Regions from separate parts of the Hordeum vulgare genome. Here region 2 is linked to region 1. Evidence: chromatin contacts called from public Hi-C data. All regions are on one chromosome and are shown on one strand. Each heading gives the region's core, a stretch centred on a gene start, on an enhancer-like site or on the middle of the called end of the contact. The rest is flanking DNA. Distances are from core to core; before and after follow the strand shown. Region 1 holds the start of LOC123427740 (probable ubiquitin-conjugating enzyme E2 25). Region 2 has its middle 100 kb from the start of LOC123427766.

Region 1 (4,438 bases), core at 277-2,776:
ACAAAGTTCAAACATGCGAAAATTTATTCAGTAATAATTAACACATAAATCTAAAAAGTGCTACGGAAACCATGATACTCCAAAACCTTCTCATTTCCACAATGGTACTAGAATATCCCAAGGGGAATTGCCCTCACGTTCAACATGAGACGTTGTGGCCTGCCACAAGTGTCTTGCGTTGCTAGATCACTGGCCCCCAAAAAAATCATACCTCTATAGCTCACACACCTGCATGCTCTGCTAAAAGTTCATGTGTACAACTGCTCAAACTCCTACCAGCTTACCACTAGAGCATCAAAATTCACGCATAACGAATTTAAGAGACACCTATCATGGCGATACAGTCATAAGATTATACTCCCTCCGTTCCAAAATATAAGACCTTTTAGAGATTTCACTAGAAGACTACATACGGGGCAAAATGAGTGAATCTATATTCTAAAATATGTCTATGTACATCCTTATGTAGTTCATAGTGCAATGTCTAAAAGGTCTTATATTTAGGAACGGAGGGAGTATAAAATATGAGTGAGATGCTCGAGGTAGCTAGATTAGCCACACAGACACTTCCATGGTCAAACAAATGTTTCAAGCTTATTAGCAATACATGGACATTCTAGAGACACGCCATCGATTGAATATGCTAGAATGTATACCTTGCAGTTTTCATTACCATGTATATTTATGTACTCATCCGTGTGTAAACAAGATTTACAAGATCAAAACTTCGGCAAACAACATATACAAGCACAGACCGCAATTCTACGAACACAACGAAACTACAAAGAAACACCAGATATTATTTCTAGTCTCTACAGGCCCACAGACCCACAAAAAAAACGGTAAATAAAAAACATTTTACTGTAAACCCATAGAATGTTAATTCAAGTGCCCAGGAAACCCCAATCCTACCACAATCAATCTCCAGAAACCTAAATACAAAATTGTCCGGCAAACCCTACTACCCTTATATGCTATTAAGATATTTTCCACTTCAAAATCAAAAGCACGCCCCAAATCCACAAACCTAAACCACAAGAAAAAACTGAATTATTATTTAATTATTAAAAAATACAATCACACCCAAGTAGGTCAAAACCCTCGTGTCACGCTCCGCAACAAGGCAACGGCCGCAACATCGGATTGCACGGAAACCGCTCGGGTAGCGAACCAGAAGAAGGGAGGTTACGGACGGAATTTGCGGAGACGCCGAGGTCGCGCTACGACTAGTACCTGGCAGCGCTGGCGTTTCTGCTGCTGCACGGCGTCCCAGGCGGCGGCGTCGGCGGCACGGCAAGACGACGCGCCCCCTTGCATGTGCGGGTACCTGGGATGGATCATGGAGCCGATCAAAAAACTGCTTGGAAACACAATCGACGGCTGATTCTTCGAAGGGGGGGGGGGGGGGGGGGCGCACTCGGAGGCGTCCATGGCGAGGTCCAATGGGTGTCACGGCAAGTGGCGGGGGAGGGGCCGAGTGGGGGGTGCGCGGACGAGGGCGAGGGCGTTGTGCGCGTAGCGGTGCGCAGGGGCGGACGCAGAGTAACATTAGTCGTGTGCCGCCACCGACCGTCGATGACGCGAGCTCCTTGCGGGACCAGCCGGCAGTGAGATCACACGCCGGTGGCCCACGCGTGAAGGGGGCCTTTTCCTTTTTATTTTTGTTTCCGTGCGGCGACGACTACTACCGGGCCTGGGAGGCGGGCTACGGCCACCGAGAAAGCGACCCACGCGCGGGGAAGCCAAGGCCGGAGTCCGGGTTCGGGCCCGAGGTCAGTGAGAGAGTGGTATGAGGATAGGCCTACCGAGGGGAGCTGCTCGTGCTTTCAGGTTGCCCCTCTGTGCGAAGGGCCATCTAGAAGGTTCTTGAACCGGGTTTTTTCCTTTTTTTTTCTGGGCCGGCCCAGTCGGGCGACCCCCTATGCATCCGCTCGGCCGTTGGCCGTAACGAGCGGCGCATAGGAGGTCCCCTCTTTCAGCGCCGGTACGGGATAGTGGCGCTTTAAGCGCCTCGAACTTGGGCCGGCCCAACGCGGGTGCTCGCTCGCTCCACTGCTCGATCGCTCTGTAACCTCCCTGATTCATTTGTTACTTTTTCAGTCACGGTTGAACCATCAACCTTTAACCAGTCAACTGTTGGATTAAAAAAAAATCATGAATTCAAAAATATTCATGAATTTCCAAAAGACGTTTACAAACTTCAAAACACTGACAAATTTAGTCAAAAAACATCAAATTTAAAAAACTTCACAAAATTTATAAAAAATATCGAATTTGAAGAAAAAAGTTCATCAAATTTGAAGAAAAAAGTTAATCAAATTTGAATAAAAAAAAGTTCAACAGATTTTAAAAAAGTTCATCAATTTTTAAAAAAATGAAAATGTAAAAGTTCATCGAATTTGAGCAAAAACAGTTCATTGATTTTGAAAAAAATTCACGAATTTTAAAATATGTTCCCCGATTTTCAAATAAGTTAACTGATTTCAAAAAACGTTCATAGATTTAGAAAAAGTTCACAAATTTTAAAATAATGGAAAAAGTTTTGAAAAGTTAATGGATTTTTAAAAAGTTCATCGGATCTAAAAATAGTTCATCAAATTTGAAAAAAGATTATCAAATTTGAAAAAGTTCATCGAACCTGACAAATATTCAGTGGAATAAAAAAACTGATTTTTAAAAAAAATTATCAAAATTGAAAATAGTTCATCAAGTTTGAAAAAAGGTTCATTGAATTTGAAAAATGTTCATGTATTTTCGACAAAACAATCAATGAATTTGAAAAAAGTTCATCTGATTTGAGAAAAGGTTCACCAAATTTGTATAATAACTCATCAAATTTGAATAAAGTCAAACAATTTTGAAAAAATTCATCAACATTGACAAAAATAATGGATTAAAAAAGTTCTTCGGATCTGAAAATAGTTCACCGAATTTGAAAAAAAGTTCATCGAATTTGGAAAAAGTTCATCGAACTTGAAAAATGTTCAACGAAACTAAAAAAATGATTTTCAAAATTTCATGCAATTTGAAAATAGTTCATCAAGTTTGGAAAAAAATCTTCAAAATTTACGAAAACAAATCATCGAATTTGAAAAAACGTACATCAAATTTGAAAAAAAAAATCATCAATTTTAAAGAAAAAATCATGAATTTGAAACAAAATCATCATACGAGAAAGAAGAAGGAAAAAAAGGAAAGAGAAAAAAACAGAAACGACAAAAAAGGAAAAAGGAAGAAAGGAAAAAAACAAAGGAAGGAATCTTTATCTTTACCTAATAATAAAGAGGCTATTGTTTCTGTCGGAAAACCCGCCGTGATGATTTTACAAAAAAGCCCTTGCTATTTATGACATTCAACCCGCAGTCCCTTTAACTGGATCTGACAAAATGTTTCCCCCCACTCCCCGGCGAAGCGGAGCGACCCACCCACCCATCCCACGGCGATGTCGACGGCGGCGTACACGGTGCTCCGTGGGTGCCGGTCCTTCATGTCCTCGGCGGCGGCGGCTGACGCAAGAAGCCTGCAGCGGCGGCGGCGAAGGGAGGCGGAACGGACGCCGTGAAACCCAAGGCGGTCAAGAAGAAGGGCCCGGTCGATCCGAACAACCTCCGCGGGATCATGCGGCCGGTGCCGGTGTCCGATACCCTGAGCAAATTCGGCGACGCCCCCAACATCTCCTGCTCCGGCGTCCTCGAGATCGTGTGGGACTACGTCAAGGCCAACTCCCTCCAAGTAGTGCCCGTCGACGGAGTCCTAGCTGTCCGTTGATCCTATTTGTGCGGTCTCGCCTGTATTGCGGCGTGTTAATCCTTGGAATGTTGGATTGGGGTGGGGATTTCAAAGAAGTGAACCCCGTTTTGGTTGATTTGGTTGTAGATTCGTTTGTGTTACCAGCGATTAGCGACTGTATTGCCTGAGTTGATGTTGGGCTGGGGCTGGTGGTGGGGCGAAACGCCAATGGTGGCTTTGGGTGTAGTTTTCTTTCAGTTGTTCATCAGGGATCTGCTGCTGTATTCTAGCAGTAACTTGTACATAAAAATTGACAAAAGTTTCATCCAAATTAGAGTTGTTCTCACCCCTGATAAATTTTGTGGGTTCTGCTTAAGATAAAGCATCTTTCATTTGTTTGTGTTGCAAGATTATTTTAGAGGGAAACCCCTCCATGGTGTACTTCATTCCTCGTTCCTGTGTCCTAGGTAGATAGTGTATTAATCTCACTGGGTAGACTGCCTTAACAATATTTTAATTATGCGCCGAGGTTGTTGTGCTGTACATCTATCCAGTGAATTAATTGACAGAAGCATCATTATAGGCAGCTCCATGATATTGATACAATACATCAGAAAATAGTACAGTGTGCAGGCGTCCTCAAATTTCGCTCCAAATGACTCATGTATTCTACAGGAAAAACACTCGCTCTAAATAGCATCACCATCAA
Region 2 (4,492 bases), core at 1,410-3,909, 110 kb after region 1:
GAAGTGACTTGTGAAAAGTGGATCCCTGTCCAACACGATTGCCCTCAGCAGCCCATGGATCTTGTATATTTGATGCAGGTAAAGTTGAGCGACAGACGCTGTTGTGTATGGATGAGCCAAAGGGAGGAAGTAGGCGAATTTGGTGCGCTTGTCCAGGATGACGAGCAAGCAGTTAAACTTACTGGACTATGGCGGGCTGTCGACGAAGTCCATCGATATCATTTCTCACGGCTAGTCTGGAATGGGCAGCGGTAAGAGCAGTCCACGCGACACATCATGGTCTGGCTTGGCTTGTTGGCACACATGATAGCAGCGGGTGTATTGGTTGATACGTTCTTTCATCTTTCACCTGTAAGCCGTTGGAAAGCCCGTGTTCCCGCCGACGGGAGTGTCATGAAACGTTGGGATGATCTTCTGCTGATTTTCGGTGTTCCCTCCCAGCCAAATCCTGCCACAGAAATGCAGAATGCCCTGCTGCAAAAGAGAAACGCCCCTTTGGGTCTTCCCCCATAGCGAGTTACTCCAGTAAGCCCTCGGCGTGGGGATTGTTGATGTAGCTGTTGGCAACGTCCTCGAGCCATGTTGGCTGGCATGACGTGATGGCAATCAGTGAGTCAGAGGGGTTGACACGCGATAAAGCATCAGTGCCAACATTCTCAATGCCCTTCTTGTAGCGGATGCGGTAATGCAAGCCAAGCAGTTTGGCGAATGCCTTCTGCTGCCAAGGTGTCGTCAGCCGTTGTTCCTCCAAATGAACTAGTTTTTTTTGTTAGTGAGGATGTCGAATTCCGCATGCCGAAGATAGTGTCGGCATTGGTCAACATCCACAATGATTGTGTAACGCCCGGGACAGACCCGCCGGGGTCATCACTCCTGGCGGGATCTAAACTGGCCTCAGATACCAATACAAGTCTTTTCTGCACACTTTGTCCTCACTCATGTGCACCCGGAATCAACTTCCCGGTCAGTCACCCATCCTAGAACTACTCCAAGCCAAGCACGCTTAACCTAGGAGTTTTGTTTGAATGGGCTCCCGAAAAAGAAGCAATTCCTTATTGATATGTGTAGTCTATCATCCCTAATAAGCCACGCTAGATTGCCAGGTACTCCTTCTCATAAGTGGAGAGGCCTTGATAACGTGGACTGAGTGCCTTGCTCATGAAAGCAATCAGATGACCGTGCTTCCCAATGGCTCCAATGTCGCGGTCGCTGGCGTCCGTCTCAACTCTGAACTGCTGCTTGAAATTGGGTAGAGCCAGTACAGGGGCTAAGACCAATTGTTGCTTGAGCACTTGGGATGCAATTTCAGCGACGGGAGTCCAGAGAAATGGAACGCCTTTCTTGGGAAGATTGAACACGGGTTGTGCGATCATGCCGAAATTCCTAACAAATCGGCGGTAGTATCCTACGAGACCCAGGAAACTCCATTTGCTGCACAGACCTTGTAGCTGAATGTTATTCATGGACTCACAAATAGTGGACGCAACATCATGGCCTACCTGCCTACCCACCTGGCTTTGATACCAGATGTTAGGGAACGAGTGGTGGATACACTCGATCTACTAATTGAGCTCACGAATTCGAGTCATAGGTAGCGATTACAACCGGATTACATGAATTGGGAAAGGGGATCGCTGGTAGGAGGAAGAACAGGTAGCCATCGCCGTCGGCTCCATGATCCACTGGATGTCGTTCCCCTCTGTGCGCGTGGCTTCAAGTACTGCCGCGGCTAGCTTCAGCTGGCCCAAGCCGGCCCGTGGTAGTAGGGGTTGGGCCGTCTGGGCTGCACAGGTGGTTCGGCAGTGTTGGATTAGGGGTTTTCATTGCCCTCTGGATCCCCCATGTCAGGTACGCTAACACCAACCTCGCCCAAACCATGATTCCCCTCGCCTCGAAGCCTAGCCGCCGCCGCACGTGCATCATCACGGCCCGATGCACCGCCCCTGTCGCAGTGCATGTAACAACCCGGAAGCGATGCTCCAGCAGATTCCCCTTTTATTCCGTTGTCGCTGTGTGATTATTTTGTTCGTCGCATTTATCATCGCATTATGCGCATCATCCGCATTGGGTCGACACTTTGTTGCCTTCATTTTTCAAAACTTGCATCTGTTATTAGTTGTTGGTTCTATCCATTTTGTCGTTGACCGTTTCAAGACCAACCACACACGCACGCGCCCGTAACATCGTTAAAATATTTGTTTTTAAAATTATGTATGAAACTTTTTCAGATTGGGTTGAAACTTGAAGTGCGGTCTTTATCATAGTATAGGTAGGTCGCGTGCCAAATTTCGTCGCATTCGTAGTTTGTTTCTTATCCGAACCATTAAACCTAGAGAGACACTAGAGCCGGTTTATTAACGGACGTTTTTTGATTTTATAAACTTTGTGTCGGGCTGCAAAACTTTCCTCTCATCCCGCCTAACCCATCTACACAGCCCAACCTAATCCATCATAGCCCACCTAGCCACCCCTCCGCTTCCGAACCGTTCGATCGTGATCAAACGATTCAAAAACGATGCAAAAAACCAAACCCTAGCCTCCCTGCTATTTATAGGCAACCCCAACGTCCATTTTTGGCCTTCCCAGCCCCTCTCCTTGAAATCCGGTGCCGCCCACTTCCCCTTGGCCACTTGGCGTCGTTGTAGTCGCCTCTGTGGCCAACTGAAGGGTCCCACATCAGCCCTGGCGCCGCCCCAGCCACTGCGGCCTGCCACGGCCCGCAGCAGGCCCGCCATGGCCCGCGGGCCCCACGCCTTGCACGCCCCGCGCGTGCTCCTGCGCCTCCCTGGTGCCCTGCGTTCACCTGCCTCATCGGAGCCCCGCGCCGCCGCCTGCGCTGCAAGTCGCCGCCCCATAGCCGGTCGTCGGACCCTCCCCGAGCCGGATCCGATCGCCCGCGCCCGTCTCTCTTCTTCCGAGCTCTCTCCCCCTCTCCGTGACCCCATTTCTCTCCTCTCCGCTCGCAGGAATCAGCCGCCATGGATTGTCCTCCCCGCCTCGTCGTCGCCGGGTCTCGCCGGATCCGGCAGCTCCACCTCGGGATCGGCCCGTTCCCCGCCGGATCCGCGTGTCCCAGGCCTCCTCCGCGCCTCGTCGTCGCGCCAAGCCGCCGCCGGCGCCGTTGACCGCGCCACCGGTCCTTGCGAGCGCTCGCTCGTGCGAGCCTGTTGCTGGGGAAGACAGCCAATGGTCTGTTATGTAGCTTATCCATTAGACCTATTTGAGGAGGGAGCATAGCATCGGGCCAGCCTTGCCCGCGTTGTGGGCCGCCAGCCGTCGGGGCCGCATCGGACGGCCTGCCCGCGCAGCCGAGTCGACCCCAAGCCCAGCGAGCTAGCCCAGCTCGTCCAGGCTAGATCTGGCCTAGGGTGAGCTCCCCTCTATGCCTCGCCCATGCACATTTTGTTTATCCAACGACCTGCCGTGTTGACCCAACTCTGTGCAGATTAGGCCCGTGCCATGTCTTTTTCCACATGTGAAATTGTCTAATTTTCAGGATATTGCATAATTGCATATTATTGCATAATTTTAAATTGCTAATAACTAAATAATCGTGCATCGTATGAAAATATTCTAGCTATGTAAAATGACTAAAAATTTATGTTGATTAATAATTTCCAAATTTCATGCATGTTTAAAGTTGTTTGACCTACTGTTTGCATTGATTTACGTGATGCCATATTAAAATGATTTAATGCATAGCAAATTAATCGTGCATCGGATTAAAATAACGCCAACATGAAAAATGCTTAAAATTTCATGTAGATTCACAATATCCAACTCTCTCATGTGTTTCAAATGTTTAAACATGATGTTTAATTAAATTTGCGTACATGTCATGTTAAAACGGTTTGTCTCATATGTGATTAACCGTATCTCCGATTAAAATGTCCCACATATATAACTTGGTTAGAAAAATATGTAAAATAACATGGTAGCCTTTATTTTTTTGTTTAATAACTCTAAAATTTTATTATAGGCATAACAATATCGAATCTTAATTTGCATGTGGGGACTTCCCGGAATTGTTATTTGTTATTCCGATCTCATTTAAACTTGTGTAGAATATCATGTAGCTTCATAATATCTTGTGAGTGCATGATTTACCATGTTGTGGGTCTCATTTGCATGCATTATGCATTCATGTATATCATGTTGTGTTGGTCATATCTTTTAAACAATAGCTCCGTTTTAGGTAATCTATATATGTAAATCGGCTAGAATGACGTGTAGAATCACATGATCCACTTTATTTTGCTGTTTAATAAACATAAAATGTGTTTAGTTCAGATATAGACAGATTTTAAAATTAACACATGGGGTCATACCGAAAATACCATAAGTTGTTTCCCACCTAATTTAAAATGCCTTACTAGATAGTTTATTTATGCTTCACTGCTTGCCATGCTAAACAACATTAACATTGATGAGTACCTAAACGAGAGTGAACTAAGTATTTGAACGTGGAGCTTCGACAATACGCAACTCGTTG

The links. A called contact is a pair of places that touch in the nucleus more often than the background predicts.
Region 2: a contact with region 1 is called in a Hi-C map of leaf, with 2.1 times the contacts expected there. The contact joins the enhancer-like site here to the promoter of LOC123427740 in region 1. A contact is called at or near these places in 4 of 6 Hi-C or Micro-C datasets (leaf, seedling and an unstated tissue).

What each region holds. Positions count from the first base shown.
Region 1 is chr1H:157,859,222-157,863,659 of MorexV3_pseudomolecules_assembly, forward strand. LOC123427740 (probable ubiquitin-conjugating enzyme E2 25) reads right to left here and starts at 1,527. Exons shown (of 7, transcript XM_045111869.1): 1 at 1,418-1,527; 2 at 1,234-1,327. The coding sequence starts at 1,431. It also overlaps the pseudogene LOC123427757.
Region 2 is chr1H:157,969,447-157,973,938 of MorexV3_pseudomolecules_assembly, forward strand. No RefSeq gene overlaps it. Among protein-coding and RNA genes, the nearest start is that of LOC123427766, 100 kb to the left of the region's middle. Within about 2 kb of position 2,660, at least 3 of the 3 cell types and tissues checked have open chromatin away from gene starts, as enhancers often do. A contact at or near this core is called in leaf and seedling, where this site is marked.